Regions from separate parts of the Drosophila melanogaster genome. Here regions 2 and 3 are each linked to region 1. The links are chromatin contacts, called in public Hi-C and targeted proximity ligation maps. All regions are on one chromosome and are shown on one strand. The core of a region is the stretch at or near the end of the contact, and the rest is flanking DNA. Distances in the headings are between cores, read along the strand shown. Region 1 holds the start of CG13891. Region 2 holds the start of mthl9 (methuselah-like 9). Region 3 holds the start of CG1233.

Evidence for each region. Hi-C and Micro-C count contacts between places; a contact is called where the count stands out from the background.
Region 2: a contact with region 1 is called in a Hi-C map of the Kc167 cell line, with 2.2 times the contacts expected there. A contact is called at or near these places in 7 of 107 Hi-C or Micro-C datasets (the Clone 8 cell line, the Kc167 cell line, the ML-DmBG3-c2 cell line and 3 more) and 1 of 7 datasets of targeted methods (the Kc167 cell line).
Region 3: a contact with region 1 is called in a targeted proximity ligation map of the Kc167 cell line, with 5 times the contacts expected there. A contact is called at or near these places in 73 of 107 Hi-C or Micro-C datasets (the Clone 8 cell line, the D17-c3 cell line, the Kc167 cell line and 25 more) and 4 of 7 datasets of targeted methods (the Kc167 cell line and the S2 cell line).

The regions. Positions count from the first base shown.
Region 1 is chr3L:432,441-435,359 of dm6, reverse strand. It overlaps CG13891, which reads left to right and starts at 1,454. Exons shown (of 1, transcript NM_138192.2): 1 at 1,454-2,214. The coding sequence starts at 1,654. The coding sequence ends at 2,130. klar (klarsicht) reads left to right here. Exons shown (of 18, transcript NM_001043111.3): 18 at 1-1,277. The coding sequence ends at 242. It also overlaps sncRNA:438.
Region 2 is chr3L:330,858-333,776 of dm6, reverse strand. mthl9 (methuselah-like 9) reads left to right here and starts at 1,468. Exons shown (of 7, transcript NM_138185.4): 1 at 1,468-2,480; 2 at 2,537-2,728; 3 at 2,788-2,919. The coding sequence starts at 1,841. All of the region lies in intron 2 of Ptpmeg (Protein tyrosine phosphatase Meg), which reads right to left. mthl10 (methuselah-like 10) reads left to right here. Exons shown (of 5, transcript NM_001274277.1): 5 at 137-976. The coding sequence ends at 302.
Region 3 is chr3L:360,068-362,986 of dm6, reverse strand. It overlaps CG1233, which reads right to left and starts at 1,515. Exons shown (of 3, transcript NM_167833.2): 1 at 646-1,515; 2 at 1-560. The coding sequence starts at 712. It overlaps Cdc5 (Cell division cycle 5), which reads left to right and starts at 1,604. Exons shown (of 4, transcript NM_138189.3): 1 at 1,604-1,903; 2 at 1,973-2,238; 3 at 2,298-2,919. The coding sequence starts at 1,859.

The sequences.
Region 1 (2,919 bases), core at 205-2,704:
CCTCGTTGCTCTTCAACCTGGAAAGCTCCGAGGAAGATGGAGAGGGAGCGGATCCTGCACAGACCTCTAAGCGAGGGTGGGCGTGGCGCATCGCGAGGGCGGCAGTGCCTATGCAGGTGGCCCTGTTCACAATCTTCTGCGCTGCCTGCCTGATGCAACCCAACTGCTGCGACAATCTGAACAACCTGTCCATGAGCTTCACGCCGCAGCTCCGCTATATCCGTGGACCACCTCCGATCTGAGGACAGAGCGCGACTAATTAAGCAGGCCGCTAATCGTTGTAGGTTACCGTTACGTTATGTTAAGGCATTTAACAGCTGTAACTAGAGTTAACCAGCGCAACCAGCCACTTAGGCAGAGCCACTAAGAGCTCGCCTGTGGCGCGCGTTTTCCGCGCTCGAGGTTTTACAATCCCGAACAGAGCGCTCTCCTCCGAAAGGTGCGACACCCAGAGGCAGCCCAATTTTATATGTCTAATTTAGGTAGCGAGCGCGAAAGGAACGCAATTTATAGTAAGGATGTATTTGTTATTTCGGTTAATTTCCTACGAGTTTAGGTTGCTGTTCGATTGAACGCTGAATATGTACTTAGGCGAGGAGCAGACGATGCCCAGCCACGTGTAAACTGCCGCATAAAGGAACAAAGGGGCGGATCGTCCCCCAGATTCTTACCCAGTAAATATGATACAAACACAATGATCAATTGAGTGGCGTTTTTGTATACTTTTTTGTTTGAAAAACACTAAAGTGCCTACAAATGCGAACTGTGAACGAGGAGCTACCAGCAGATGACAAAGGATCCGTCGAGGAGTCCAAACGAGAGTATGAATCCAAGGCACCGAAGCAAACAGAAGCTAAAAAGCCAACAGCACTAAGGAGCTAGCAATGGAGCTCACCAGAACAGCGATGAAGAATCAGAGTTTATATTTTTATACGCAACGCAACTATACACAATCAGTGCGGAGACAACGAATCTTCAGCCAACACACATCATACGTTTTATGTCTATTATATTAATAGGATAAACCTTACACTTATTTTGCAAGAAAACAAAAATTCAACAAAAAAAAAAAAAACGAAAATATCTCTTAGGTTCGTGTTTGGAATTCCTAGACTTAGTTTATGGTTTACTCACTCCTGGCAGATGATCATTGTAATATACTTATAAGGTTTATACTATACTTTGTGCGTTTTCAAAACTTTCACTTGGCATTAAAAATACAAAACAGAAAATATCATTTATACACAAAAAAACATTAAAGAAAAAGTATTAAAAAGAAAAAATCGATTTCTGGCTTTAATTCAACATTTCGTAGCTTGCTTCTAGGATAAATGTAGGCTGAAAATAGGCTGGAAGCTTTTGAGCTCACTAAAGATGTATGGTCAAAGCGCTTATAAGTGCCTCCGGGTGCTAAAGATCTTTTATAGACATAGCAACCTGGACTTGATATATGTAACTTAGTTTGCAGTTAATTTACTTCATTCTCCCCAAAATTATCTGCCTAAAATGGTCTAGGGAACTTGCTACAAAATCAAGTGTGTATATAATAATGATCTAGAAACCGGAGGGCAACGGCGACGAATAGGGGCATTATCGGGACCACCTGGAGGCCGCTGAAGGGACCTAACACTACCTAAAATAAACAGCTTCGTCATGGCGGCTCTGGTGGACGAAAGCAACTACGCCTATGTGAAGCAGGTGGCTCTGGACTGGCGGGAGCTGGTGCGCGAGAAGCGCAAGAGCAATATCTTTTCGCCCACGATAAGCATGCAGGCGGTTGATTCCCAACAGCCGATAGGGGACACAAGGTCGCGGACACAGTCGATGATTCCGGCCGAGAGACGCGAGTCCAGCTTCTACCGGCACCGCTTCTCGCAGCAGGCCAAGCCCGTGGAGATCGAGTGCCAGGAGGTCGGATCAATGGAGCCAGACCGCATTCGGGTTAGCGGAGACATTCTGCTCTACATCTACCAACCGATTTTTGTGTCAAACACAGTGATGGCCTCCATTCAAGCCTGGTCGCCCAGTGAAATAAGCATAACGTCGTCCAAACTGAAGGAGCCTATTAGAGAAGAGAACCCCACGGCTAAGGTGGAATCCGATCCATCACCCGAGCCCATGTCGCCGTAATCATGAAATCCGGTGATTCTTTTTATACCATCCTAATCGTTTAGCACTTGTGAGCAATAAAGAAAATGTAAATCTGACCATTTTAACAGAAACGTAATGCCAAATCATTACAGCGTTTAAAGGGCGTATCTCAGACCCGTAGCCAGGTTTCTTTAAACCAGTTTCTTGCCTACTCTTGTCTAAGCTCGATATCCTGTTTGCCTTCCATCGAACATCCTCAATTTGTGGGACGTCCGTTGACGTTGATGGATCTGCGCCAAATGAAACGCACTGCAAAGCTGACCTGAACGAGGGAACACCACCTACATATATGCCGCACGGCGACAAAGGTGAAACCCAAAGCAGGGCTTCCTTCAGAAAGTTTTGCTTATGTAAAGCCAACAACCAATGAAAATTGAGTTAAGTACATAAATTCAAACTTCCCCTCTTCCATGAGACGTGGATTTCTCTGTCTAACACACAAGCAGCCATATCTATGCATCCCTTTTCTGTGCATTCAGTTTTATAGCTATCTCAGTCTACTGTTAAGTGCATAGCATAGACACGAACCACTGTTAAACCTTTAAGAACGCCGTAAAAAGAAGTAATCAATAAATTTACGAGGTAGTTAATGAAGTCTAGACCGAGTAGATAATGTAATAAATTAAATTAAAAGGTTAGATTTTAAGCTCTGTTTATCTGTGCGATATTTATGTTCGAGACGATGGTTGTAAACTATCTATAAATTATTTATGGAGATAAATTTAACTTAAGTCAAAGTGAGTTTGTCCGGACGATCCTCAACTGGCT
Region 2 (2,919 bases), core at 219-2,718, 100 kb after region 1:
AATGTGTCTGCTTTTCCCTAACTTAAAATCCAAGCACTCAAACGAACCAATTCTAATCAGATTTACCGCCATTGTCTATTCCACGCTGCCCACGCAATGGACGTCATAACCACTCCACCACTTCACACAAACACAGATGCTCGAGTGTTCGCGATGGCAGCAACCAACGTCAGAGCCAGTACTCCACCAAGACCACGTCGAGCAGCGTGGCCAATCTGTCGCTGCACGAGAAGCCATCGGTGGAGAAGCCGCTAGTGATCAGCTCGAGCGTGGATCCTCAGAAAACCACCATCTTCCGCTGATCACAGCACTCGCAGTTGCCGCCATAGGCAGAGCATTGAATACCTCGGGATGCGTGCAGATCAGGAAGGACTAATCGCATTTATATTCATTTCGATCGGATCCTCGCATTATTGCGAACACTGCGTTCCTTTCTGTAGATAAAGATCACTTATTCATATTTTAGGACTACATATTCCTATCATGAGATTATTCTGTAATCAACATTTAAAGTCGATATCTATAAATTCGCGAAGTAGCATCCACATACGGATAGAACTTTATGAAAGACACTACTATAAGAGAAAGTCCCTATCCCCCAGAACTACCACGAAAACCCTTACCCACCCCACCCCGCCCAATTCTCTTTCATTTTTTAATGCCATGTGACCACGAACAACCTGATTAGTTGTATAAGAAATTTATGCAGAGCCATATCTACTGTTTATGCAAGCAAAATTGTAAGGTTCTCCGAACCCAGCTGAGAGATCAAATTTGTAATTCTCCATTAGCCTAAGTCCAAGGTAAACATCCAGCAAAAATACGTAACATACAGATGTGCCTTGTTAAAAACGAGATTGGTGTTGATTGTATACCCTCTTTGCATAAATGTACCATTCTCCATATCTGCATTATCTCTGAACTAATGTAAAACACAATACAAGAATTATAATTGTATTTCAAGCTTAATAAAGCCAAAGATAAAATGAACGTCGTTTTTTCCTCAGCGGATCTGTTTGTCAAAAATCAACGAATCTTTTCGAATATTCTTGAAGACCGTAAACGATATCAAGCCAGGTCACACACCTACATGTAGACAAACTTTGTATAGCCTGGAAATGCACCTAAATATTTAAAAACTAAAGCTGTGGTAAATTCGTTTGGGCCATTTGGATTGTCGGTTAAAAATTGGATTTTCTTTACGGTCGCAAAGGCAATAAATTATAGAAAATGGATGGAAATAATCTAATCTAATATTCTTAACTTTTATATCTATCTCAAGATAAGTCTGGAAATGGCTCGAATGGATTATATGCTTACAACTTAAGGTATGCATGTGCAAGTTCCGAGCTGGTTGAGATTCCACGCCGGTTTCTAGGAGGAGGGGCGGGACGGGTTGTGAGTCTTCCCAATCGCTCTTTTTGCCAGCTGCTTGTGGTCGCGTCTGGTTTTGGGAACGGCTAATCAGTTAGTCTGTTTTTTATTCTTGGCCAGCATGGAGCTCCGTTGCGGTTGCCGGTTTGTCGTTTAGAGAGAGGCAAGACGACTAGCTAGGAGAGACTCTCCACCAAACTTTTATGTTTATGGTTGTTCTTTTTGGTGTTGTCGGTGTCGTTGTCGCAATCGCAGCCGTTTTTAGACCCGCGTCACATTCGTTGTCAATTTTGGGTTTCCATTGTTGTTGGTGCAGATTTCTGACTCGGCGAGTGTGCGTGCATTGCTCAAAGCGAACGGCGATCGCTTCTCATATTTGTTTACTTAATTATCGAGCTGAACAGCGTGTGACGTCAGGCCGACGAACGAATCGACCAAAAATCCAACAAGCGTGGATCAGTTAGCCATGGTCTCGCCATTGATAATTCTTTTAATTATTTGGCTCTCCGTGGGCGCAAAGTCAGTGGAGATCGCCAGTATAAACCATCCCTGTGCCTACGCCCACACGGTCAACATTACGGATGGACTGCGGATGAAGGATGGCTCCTACTCATACGCTGGAGTAGTGGTCCCACCGCATCTGATGGCGGAGTACTCCTTCAAGGTGATCGATGGAGTGGAGTACCGGGCCAAGAAACATCTGCGCGGCTGCGTCTGTCTGCTGAAGCCCTGCATCAGTTTCTGTTGTCCGGAGAACCTCGTCTTTGATGCCAAGCACTGGAACTGCACAATGCCACACCAAGTCCGCGAGTCCACTCACGTGGAGCTCACCTACGCTAACAGGACTGTGGATCAAGTACGCATACGCGATCGTTTTGTGGTGCGCACAGAGCTGGGTTGCCGGAACAAATTCGTGGACAAAAAGCACGATAACTTCTGGCAATGGGACCTCTTCGAGAATGGAACTCTGCGGCGGGACAATCGTCTGTGGTCAACGGATGAGTATTGCTTTAGCCCGTTGGAGCACAATCCGGAGCAGTGGGAGCTCACTCCGCTCAACTGCGAACGCTTTCAAACGGGGTACCGGGTTTGGATTTACGCCATTTGTGAGTCGTGTTGTTTGAATACTTTCGAAGAGATTCTAACTCTTGTTCCCTTCTAGGCAGTATTATAGCCATCATTATAAACATTTTCATACTCTCCCTACTTGGATCTGTGAGAGATGCCCGTAAAAGCCACTATGGCCAGTTAATCATCTACTACTTGCTGTCCATGATCGTTGGTTACTCCCTGTTGGTCTACTTGGCCTTGAAGAATCCCATGAAGCTCTCGCATGTGGCTTGCAGAAACATAGGTTGAGTAATTTTGTCTACTTCAACTGGATAACTTATTTTGTTCTATGCATCCCAAAAGGATTTCTGGCCTACTTCTGCATCATGCTCTCCTTCGTCTTTCTGGCCATTTGCAGTCTTGACTTTCTGCTCAAATTTAAACAAAAGGCTGTCAGGAGCTCCGTCCGTCGATTGTCCCTTGCTCTGGCAGTTC
Region 3 (2,919 bases), core at 266-2,765, 72 kb after region 1:
AGATGGCAAAACCATCGGTTCCTTGAGGATGTCTACATTGCGGATATAAATCTTCGGCTGGCGCGGCTTCTCCGGCTCCCCGACAACATCAGGAACTTCAGGGAGACTATTGTCCGTATTGACCGAATGGTTCTGCAGCTGGAAGTCGAACGGCAGCAAAGCGGTCTCCCTGAGCACGTCCACGCTCTTGATGGAGATCTTCTGGATGGGCTTTGGCGGCGGAGCTGGTAAATTCGCAGCAGGTGCTGTTGGCATTGTCTGTTCGGTCGGCGATGCACCTACAGCCACACCTTCCAGCAGATCAAGAATGTTAGCGGCGGACCCGCTATCCGGCATTAAGGGCGGGAAATCCGGGAGTGGCTCCCTTAGGCAATCTACGCTTTTTATAAAGATGCGGCTCTTGGGTCGATTTTGGCTCTGCGACATCTGAGTCTGCTTTTTAGTTTGTGCTTCAGTGACTTTTCTGCCCATAAGCGCAAGTGTCTCACTGTCCTCCATTTGATGGTCCAAGCTGAGGTGCAAGCTGAGCGCATCGCTGGTGTAGAAAATGTTTGAGCAGCCTGTCGAAAAACACGTGAAAAGTGAATGCAAATATGATGAAGCATTCCAGCAGAGCACTCATATTGAAGGCGCACTATGCCTCACCTGGACACTGTTTCCTGTGCTGCTCCATATAGCAGTTGCCCTGACTAAGGTGTTGCTGAAGACGCATCTGGCAGAGGCTTAAGAATGGACAATTAGGACAGCGCAGGATAAGAGGCGGACCCTCCTGAATGATTGCCTTGCCCTCCACGCTGGCGCAGCTGGAATTTCGAGTTGGTGGCGTTGGCGTGGCATTCAGGCGATCCTTGGCTGCCGCTTCCGCAAGTTCCGACTTGATTAGTTCCTCCGACTTAATTTCCGCTGTACGCCTGCGGAAGGCATTGCGGTAGCTTTTCTCTGGTTGCTGCAAGTCGGTGGTGTGGATCTGGACAAAGGGAATGCCCTGATTGGGCTGGGACTCCACCGCCACCTCAGTAGGTGATCGATTCCCGCCATCGGCCAGCCACAAAGTAGTTCCAGAAGGGGTGGTGTTTGCAGCAGACGCGGAGGCAGATCCGGATCCCGATCCGATGACCAGCTCTTCGTCAAAGAATCCCCCGAAGTTGGAGTCCTGCTCCAAGGAGTGAACCGGCGTGGAAAGCGACAGGTCTTGGTGCGGATGTGTAGGATGCGGATGCGACAACGGGAGCAGCTGGAAGACACACGGCGTGTTTTTCTGGCCAGAGGTACTCGCTGGTTGCTCACCTGGTTGCCGCCGTAATATCCCGGATAGGTCGCATCGCTCATCGTGGGTGCCTTCCTTGGTCCAGTTGATTCCCGGTGCCGGATTCCGGTTGCCGGTTGCCGGTTTTCCGCTTCCTGGGCACACGCCTCTTAATTCCGCATCACAAAAATTGGCATTACGCAGAAAAAAAACTTTTCATCACAAAATAACTGATAGCGAACAGCTGTTGCTGTACACAGTGTGGCAGCGGTGTTTGCACAACTATATTCGGTCACACTGTCGCGTTATGTTATGTCGTGTGTATAGGCCCTTTATTAAATTGAATAATTTAAGTTACCAATATTAAGACCGAAGTTAAATCAAACGGTATACGAAGACTAAATACAATATAATGAAATTTTTTTGTACTAAGCTAGAATAGTTTAACTAGAGGTTCTATAAATATACCAAAACGTGCTGGAGATATCGCTGTTATCGAAGACTAACCATCGCTAGCGGCTACTGCAAAAAAAAGAGCGGAGTTTCGTGGACTCGAGTGAAAATTGTGAAAATCCATTGTATACGCGACAGAAAGCAACATAAGGCCCCAGAATGCCGCGAATAATGATCAAGGGCGGCGTGTGGCGCAACACGGAGGTAATTATCCCAATAGTCTATCGGTTAACCACACATGGCTTACATTGGCTACCGATTTCATTTTCCCAGGATGAAATCCTCAAAGCTGCGGTTATGAAATATGGCAAGAACCAGTGGAGTCGAATTGCCTCCCTCCTGCACAGAAAGTCCGCCAAGCAGTGCAAGGCCAGGTGGTACGAGTGGCTGGATCCCAGCATCAAGAAGACCGAGTGGTCCCGTGAGGAGGACGAGAAACTGCTCCACTTGGCCAAGCTGATGCCGACGCAGTGGCGCACCATAGCCCCGATCATCGGACGGACGGCAGCCCAGTGCCTGGAGCGCTATGAGTACTTGCTGTGAGTCCAACGCACAACATACTAAGTAGAAAATTTCTGATCCCTTTCCTGCCGTACAGAGACCAAGCCCAACGCAAAGAGGATGGCGAGGACACGATGGATGATCCTCGCAAGTTGAAGCCCGGAGAGATTGACCCCAATCCAGAGACCAAGCCGGCGCGGCCCGATCCCAAGGACATGGACGAGGACGAGCTGGAAATGCTGTCCGAGGCACGCGCCCGCTTGGCCAACACGCAAGGCAAGAAAGCCAAGCGCAAGGCTCGCGAAAAGCAACTGGAGGAAGCCCGCCGCCTGGCCACTCTCCAAAAGCGGCGCGAACTTCGTGCCGCCGGAATTGGCAGCGGAAATCGCAAGCGGATCAAGGGAATAGACTACAACGCCGAGATTCCCTTCGAAAAGCGACCTGCCCACGGATTCTACGACACTTCCGAGGAACACTTGCAGAAAAATGAACCCGACTTCAACAAGATGCGGCAGCAGGACCTAGATGGAGAACTCCGCTCAGAGAAGGAGGAACGCGAACGCAAGCGGGACAAGCAGAAGCTGAAGCAGCGCAAAGAGAATGAAGTGCCCACCGCAATGCTGCAAAACATGGAGCCCGAGCGGAAGCGCTCCAAACTAGTCCTGCCTACGCCGCAGATTTCCGACATGGAACTACAGCAGGTAGTCAAGCTGGGACGC